Regions from separate parts of the Mus musculus genome. Here region 1 is linked to region 2. The links are chromatin contacts, called in public Hi-C maps. All regions are on one chromosome and are shown on one strand. Each heading gives the region's core, a stretch centred on a gene start, on an enhancer-like site or on the middle of the called end of the contact. The rest is flanking DNA. Distances are from core to core; before and after follow the strand shown. Region 1 overlaps Samhd1 (SAM domain and HD domain, 1). Region 2 overlaps Ndrg3 (N-myc downstream regulated gene 3).

Evidence for each region. Hi-C and Micro-C count contacts between places; a contact is called where the count stands out from the background.
Region 1: a contact with region 2 is called in a Hi-C map of CD4 T cells, with 2.1 times the contacts expected there. The contact joins two enhancer-like sites. A contact is called at or near these places in 3 of 484 Hi-C or Micro-C datasets (all in CD4 T cells), 1 of 115 datasets of contacts at active chromatin or transcription factors (embryonic stem cells) and 4 of 9 other capture datasets (adipose tissue, embryonic stem cells, liver and 1 more).

What each region holds. Positions count from the first base shown.
Region 1 is chr2:157,116,854-157,120,649 of GRCm38.p6, reverse strand. It overlaps Samhd1 (SAM domain and HD domain, 1), which reads left to right. Exons shown (of 16, transcript NM_018851.4): 6 at 98-168. Among named protein-coding and RNA genes, the nearest start is that of Samhd1, 16 kb to the left of the region's middle. Within about 2 kb of position 1,374, at least 24 of the 459 cell types and tissues checked have an H3K27ac peak or open chromatin away from gene starts, as enhancers often do.
Region 2 is chr2:156,968,296-156,971,820 of GRCm38.p6, reverse strand. Ndrg3 (N-myc downstream regulated gene 3) reads left to right here. Exons shown (of 16, transcript NM_013865.2): 2 at 1,683-1,784. The coding sequence starts at 1,728. Among named protein-coding and RNA genes, the nearest start is that of Ndrg3, 22 kb to the left of the region's middle. Within about 2 kb of position 1,255, at least 26 of the 459 cell types and tissues checked have an H3K27ac peak or open chromatin away from gene starts, as enhancers often do.

The DNA.
Region 1 (3,796 bases), core at 125-2,624, 150 kb before region 2:
AGCTGTTGATATTCAAAGTAAACAAAAATTTTTTAACTTTTCAGTTTTTACCAATTTATAAATATTTTTTTTATTTGAAGACTGCTTTTGTTTTTAGGTCATGGGCCATTTTCTCATATGTTTGATGGAAGGTTTATCCCACGGGCTCGCCCAGAGAAAAAGTGGAAGGTATGTATTGATGTGTCGCAAAGTCCATAGAAAGAAGTAGTATTTTATCTAGTTATTCAACTAAGATCTGTTTCCTTCTGTGTGTTGTAGCATCCTTCCCTGGGACAGCATTCAGGGTGCTTCTGTTCATGGGTCTGTGTTTCAGCCCTCACAGTAGCCTGTGGAGAAAGGACCTTATCTTCTGTTCAGAGCCCTCAGAAGCATAGAGATGTGCCTGACTTCACAGGGTCATGGAGTGGTGGACCAGCCCTGGAGAGCCAGCTCCCCTCTTTCAATGCAGTGTCCGTTCTACTCTGTCAGATTACTGTAGACTTTGTTTTCTTTTAAAGATTTATTTATTTGTTCATTCATTTGTTATATATACAATATTCTGCCTGCAGAATCAGAACTCTTAGGCATCAGCTCTCATTTTAGATCGTTATGAGCCACCACGTGGCTGCTGGGAATTGAACTCAGGACCTCTAGAGGAGTAGACACTACTCTTAAACTCTGAGCCATCTCGGCAACCCCTAGGGTTTGTTTTTAAAGCCCAGCTTCAGCTTTCATTTTGGTAATAGCCGTGAACTTAAGTATCGTCGGTCTCAGTAACTGAGCGTTTGTTTTAACACGGGGTCTTCCTATATAGTTCAGGGTGACTTTGTCCTCTGTTCTGCCTCAGCCTCCCCAATGCTGAGCGTATGGTACACCCTCACTTCAGGCTTTAAGCGAACCCTTTATAATTACACATTTACTGGAGATGAACCTGTACATTTTGAAGCAGTTTCTGAGAAATGAGATTGGCTTCCCAGTTTCTACTACCCTTGGCATAGAAAAGCGCAGGGACGCAAGACGAAAGCTCCTTACACGCCAAGCCCTTTGTTCTCTGCCCTCTTTTTTTTTTTTTTTAGGTATAATTTGCATTCAATAAATTATGCAGATATATGTTGTGTTGTTTTTATTCTAGGACAAGGTCTCACTGTGGAGACCAAGCTGGCCTTGAAACTGTTGCCTGCTTCTGTTTCTGTAGAGCTAGGATTAAAGGCGTGTGCTATCTATCCATCCCTCCTGGCTGAAACTGTGCAGAGCTGATCTGAGTTTGGCAAGTGGGGATGTGGACCATTTTCATCATTTGGAAATTTCCCTTGTGTCAGGCTTGTTTTCTGTGATGCTGGCGATCAGACCCACAGCAGTGCACACACACACACACACACACACACACACACAGCTTCACCTCTCTCCTCTTAGATGTGGTATCTTGGTTTCCCTTATACTATCAAAGCTGTTGCAAATATGATTTCCTGTTGTTTGCACTTCGTGGGGGGGGGGGCTTAGGGGGGCTTCCTCTAATGTTTAACCATTTAAAAAGTTGATAAGTGGGCTAAGAGCAAAGGTTAGTGGGAGATCCCTTGACAACAATTGACTTGTTAGGTTTGCTCCCCGGCACAGTACAGTCATAAGTGAATGCTCTTTTGTGCCGTATAATGATTTTAAGATTCCTGCACGTTGATGGCTTCTTACTGCTAAGATTGTATCCTAGTGTATGAGCCACAGTTTGTCCTTGCTTCTTTGGATGAACTTCATGTTGTTTTGGATTTGAGCTACTACATCTCAGGTTGCTGTGGGTGATGCTGTATAACAGCTCTGTGGAAATATCTTCTCCTGTCTCCTGACTGAATACCTGAAGTAGAATTACTGAGTCATATGCCAGATGTTTACTTAACTGGGTTTTCCAGTGTGCTCTACTTTACCCGCTCACAAGCAGCGTGTGAAAATCCCAGATGCTAGTCCACAACCTCACCCTGTGTGAATAGATAGCTCTTGGCCCGTCCCCTCCTACTTTTCCTCCCTTTTAACACCTGCTTGCTTTTGGCCGATGAACAGTTAGGGAGTTAGTTGTCCAGGGTTTATAATTTCTTTCTCAAGCAGGACTGATCTAATAGGATCTAGGAGCTACTCTGCCGTTATTGTATGTGTGCCATGTGTGTATATTTGTCTCTCTCTCTCTGTGTGCTATATGTGTGTTTGTGTGTGCGCGTGCCTGATGTGTGTGCGCTAGGGGTCAAATACATATGTTATACATGTGATAGGTAAGTGCTGTACAACTAAGCTGTATCTCCAGCCTTTAGAAAATATATTTAGGGGCTGGTGAGATGGCTCAGTGGGTAAAAGCACCCGACTGCTCTTCCGAAGGTCCGGAGTTCAAATCCCAGCAACCACATGGTGGCTCACAGCCATCCATAATGAGATCTGACTCCCTCTTCTGGAGTGTCTGAAGACAGCTACAATGTACTTACATATAATAAAAAAATAAATAAATCTTTAAAAAAATATATATTTACTTTTTTCATTTCATACTTGACCTCATGTGGAATTAATTCTTCTATACAAATAGTACAAATACAATCTTCCCTTTATTTATAAGAATACTTTTTTTTTCTTTTAACTGTCTTATCTGCAGTTATAGCCCCAGCTTAATAAGGATAATGTTTTTGAATAGTAGTCAATCCTTTTCTCATAGATCTAAATTTATTAACACTTTCAAACTTCCCATATATAATGAATCTTCCTAGATTCTGTTTCACACTTTTTAAGAAAATTATTTCCCAGATCCAATTTCACAGGATTTTTAAAATTATGTATTTTATTTTCTATAAGTGTTGCCTGAATGCACATGTGTGTGATCACTTTCGTGCCTGGTACAGAGGTGAGAATAAGCCATTGGATACCCTGGATCTGCACTAACGGATGGTGTGAGTCACCATGCTGGTGCTGGAGCCCAAACCCAGGTCCTCGGCGTGGATAGCAGGTTTTCTTAACCTCTAAGCCACTTCTCCAACCCCATGTCTCACGCTTCCCTAATTACTATTATTGGATAATATGATTTTGTACTTCAAACAGTGATTGTGTGCCTGAATTCACACAGTGTGATCCAGCATTCTCCAGTAATTACTCCAGAGGCCACAAGGAGTCAATTGCAAGCTCCAGGCCACGCTGTGTAGTGAGTTTAGGTCAATGTGGGTCATGTAATGAGACCTTTACTCAAAACAGAAAACATATCATCAAGATAACATACGTTGATAAGATATCTGTTAATTATGAACAGATATCTGTTCATAGTTGAGCCAATTCAAAATAGTTATAGGATCATTTCAGGTTTGTTTTCATTTTGAGTCAGTTTTGTTAAAATGCACAATAGGGCGGATGTCTCTGGGGTCATTTGATCTTTGCAGTGATTGTGATGAGTGAGCAGAGATGGGAGCAAGGAGGTGAGCAAAGAGGTGACAGATCTGAGAATTCAGTTCAGATCTTGACGCCAGAGCTGGGATTTTGAGTTCCTAGCAGTGCAATATCCTAGTAGACCACAAGGTGGAAGCACTAACAAACAGCTTATCACTTCAAATGTTCTGTTGATGGGGGGAAAAAAACCCTAAATTTTAGAATGATAGTCATTCTACCGATATGATCTGGTAATAATCTCCTTGGTAATGTGAATTATTATATTTTATAAAGTGTTATTCATTGTATTTATGGAATAATAAACTGGTATATAATGGTGGTGTAGAGCGGGGGGGTCAGTAAGAGAGAATCTGAGAGCGCTTCAGTGAGACTCCTCCCGTTGTGCATTTTAAAGACTAATAAAAGTTGTTTG
Region 2 (3,525 bases), core at 6-2,505:
CCCAGAATGCCTTGACAGTACAATTTGGTCAGTGTCTCATATGGTTGCAGTCAGGTGTTTCTATGGCTTAGACATCTAAGCTCTGACTGAGGCTTTAGACTTCTTTTGCAAGATCACTCATGTGGCTAGCAGGTTAGTATTGATGTGTTGGTTCCTCTACGTGGACCTTCAGAGGTCTGTGTGTGCCCTAACAATATACTAGTTTTCTCCCTTGGTGATAGAAATCACAGAAACTAAAATGTCCATGTAAGGGAATTCTAAAAAGTCATATTTTATCACTTCGCTTATGTTCTATGAGTAATGTACGACATTCCTGATTTGTTCAGGTGGGTGATTACATTTGAGTGTGAATATCAAGTATCAAGGATAGTGGACTCTTAGAAGGTCATCTCAGGTCAGCTACCGTTCTCCTTATTACACTGAGATTCCTCAGTAGAGTTGTTGATTTGTTTTCACTGCCCTTGCCATTACTAATTTAGGGTCTGTCTTAGTCAGGGTTTCTGTTTCTGCATAAACATCATGACCAAGAAGCAAGTTGGGGAGGAAAGGGTTTATTCAGCTTACATTTCCACATTGCTGTTTATCAACAAAGGAAGTCAGGACTGGAACTCAGGCAGGTCAGGAAGCAGGAGCTGATGCAGAGGCCATGGAGGGATGTTCCTTACTGGCTTGCTTTCCCTGGCTTGCTCAGCTTGCTTTCTTATTAGAACCCAAGACTACCAGCCCAGGGATGGCACCACCCACAGTGGGCCTTCCCCACTTATTCATTAATTGAGAAAATGCCTAAGAGTTGGATCTCATGGAGGCGTTTCCTTAAGGGAGGCTCCTTACTCTGTGATAACTCTAGCTTGTGTCAAGTTGACACACAAAGCCGGCCAGTACAGGGTCCTATTCTATATCACTAATTTTCAGCTGTTGCCTTCCTTAATCCTCTCTCCACATCGTTGCTTCCAGAAGCATAATTCTGAGAGTATTGTTCTCTTGCCCATCTTTAGGAACCACGATATACACTGCAGACTGCAAAAACTATTGTATCTATTGTTCTTTGTTTAAAATACCACCACAGACATAGTAACCTAAGACAACACACCTTTATTATCTCAAGGTGTCATGTGTCCTTGCTGAGGCTTCAAACAAAGTGTCAGGGTTCTCTCAGCTGAGTCCCCACTGGGAAGGAAGCTATCTCTAGCGTCATGTGCTTGCTGGCAGTATTCAGTTTCTTGTAGAGATTATTGAACCGAGTGTCTCAGTTACTTTCTGTCCTTCCCCTCCCTCTCTTTGCTGTCTTACGGGAAGCTGCCCTTAGTTCCCTGCCACATGGCTCTCTTCTAGTATGCCAGCTGGCTCAATGCAACCAGCAGGGCAGCAAGACAGGTGTTTAAATACTTTGTAATGTACCACATGAAAGCACTCATGTACGTTCTTATTTCCCTCATTCTGTTAGTCAAAAGCAAGACATAGATCCTGCCCCACACTCAGGGGTGGGGTTTGGGGCGCAAAGGTATGAATACCAGAGGGGAAGAACAACAGGCCAGTTGAGAGCCCGTCTGCCTCCACTGTGCGTCTGCTGTGCCCTGTGCAGTACAAGATGTACATGGAGGAAAGTCCAGTATCTGAATGGATGATGTCGTGTTTCCAATGCCAGCGTAAGCATGTTTCCTCTTCCTTCTCTTCTGTTTCAGAGTTCCTGGTTCATCCTTGAGACTCATCTGCTCTGAGCCATCCTCATGGATGAACTTCAGGATGTTCAACTCACAGAGATCAAACCGCTTCTAAATGATAAGGTAACGCCTGTTTCGTTTTAGCTCAAAGATGAGTAGATGGTTTTCTTGTGCTATTAATTAACTTTTTATATATGAGACTACTAAGTAAAATACTTAGCTTGATTCTTATTGATGGGGATACTTTTTGAAACTCATTTCCTAACCTACTCTTTGATGTCTCCCTGACCCTTTGTTTTCCATAGGCAAATTCGGTCATTTTTCTGAAGTTTTTCTATTTTATAGAAAGGAAAAAATAATACAACCAACTTAGATAGAAAGTGTCAAGGTGGTATTTGTTAGGATCCAAATGTTTGACTTTTAGTTTCCATAAGGAGATTTTAACATGCATGGCTAGTGATGTGTACAGGCTCCAGTGCTCTCTCAAAAGTTTGCTGAGTCTGCAATGTGACCATTTTCGTCAGAGATAGCTGTCAGGAGTTTACCTTATTTTTTGGTAGTAAAGGTGTTTGGTTTTTTTGTTTTTTTTTTTTTTCCAAGACAGGGTTTCTCTGTATAGCCCTGGCTGTCCTGGAACTCACTTTGTAGACCAGGCTGGCCTCGAACTCAGAAATCCGCCTGCCTCTACCACATCCAGCAGAGTGTGCCTCATTTTATCTTGGTGTTGGAGAATTTCATGATGAATGGCATACTTGAAAGCCACTAGAACTCAGCAGATCTTTCTTGTCCCTCCCTGTTCAGTGTGCACACCAGAAACTCTTTCCTACACTGTTCTTTTGGCTTACTGTCCTAACGATGCTCTGTTAAATACTTTCTAGCCGGTGTTAGTCTACAACATCCTTAGAGGAAAGAATGGAGAGGGTGTGGTTAGACTGGTGGGCGAGAGGGGATGAGAGAGCGCACCAAAAGATGTCAATGCTAGCTTCTCTCTCTGTCCAAAGCAAGGCCCTTTATAACATCTTACTCTACTGACTTATATTTTTTCTGACTTACATTGCATCCTGGCAGCCCCACCCTCTTCCCTGTGACCTTTTCTCTTTGTCACTCCTTCCTTTGACTTTCACTAGACTTTATGTTCTCTCCTTTGGCAGTCTGTAAACACCTTCTTGACTTCTGCTGACTGCCCCCCACAGTGTTTCCAGAAATCTCTACTCATTAAATACCATTTTTCTGTGTATATGAAGGACTGTACCACAAAGAAGAGGAAGATACTAAAATCTATAGTTATAAAGCGCAGGTCTGGCCACAGAAATGAGTATTCTCAGGGCAGGGGAAAGCAGACAGGTTAGCTTCAGCAAGGAAGTAACCTGACCTCAGAATCAGGTAGGGGAGTGCTTAACAATGCAGATCCCAGACCCCAGCTCCAGACCAGTCTCAGGGGTAAAGACGGTGCCAGCATGACTCAGGCTTGGCTTCTGGTTGGAACTACATGTGGAGATGTAAGAGTCGCTAATGCCAAGCTGTGCCTTCTTACTGACACCTTACGGAACTGGTCTGGGATATAGTGTAGTTGTTTTGTTTGTACTGAGGATTAAACAAAGGAATCCTGGTTGTGCTCAGCCACTAAGCTACTTACAAATAAGGGCATTGCTATCAGATTTGCTTGAATGTTACAGAGTGAATTCTGTCCCCCCAATTTTACACACTGAAACTTTAGCCCCCACCACATGTGACTTTTGGAGAGGAAGCCCTGTGACGGTCAGTTTTAATTGTCAACTTGACGTGATCTAGGATCACCCGGGAAGGCTGTCTTTTGGGATTGGTTATCTAGCTTAGGATGGTCTGTGGGCATGACTGGGGGTTT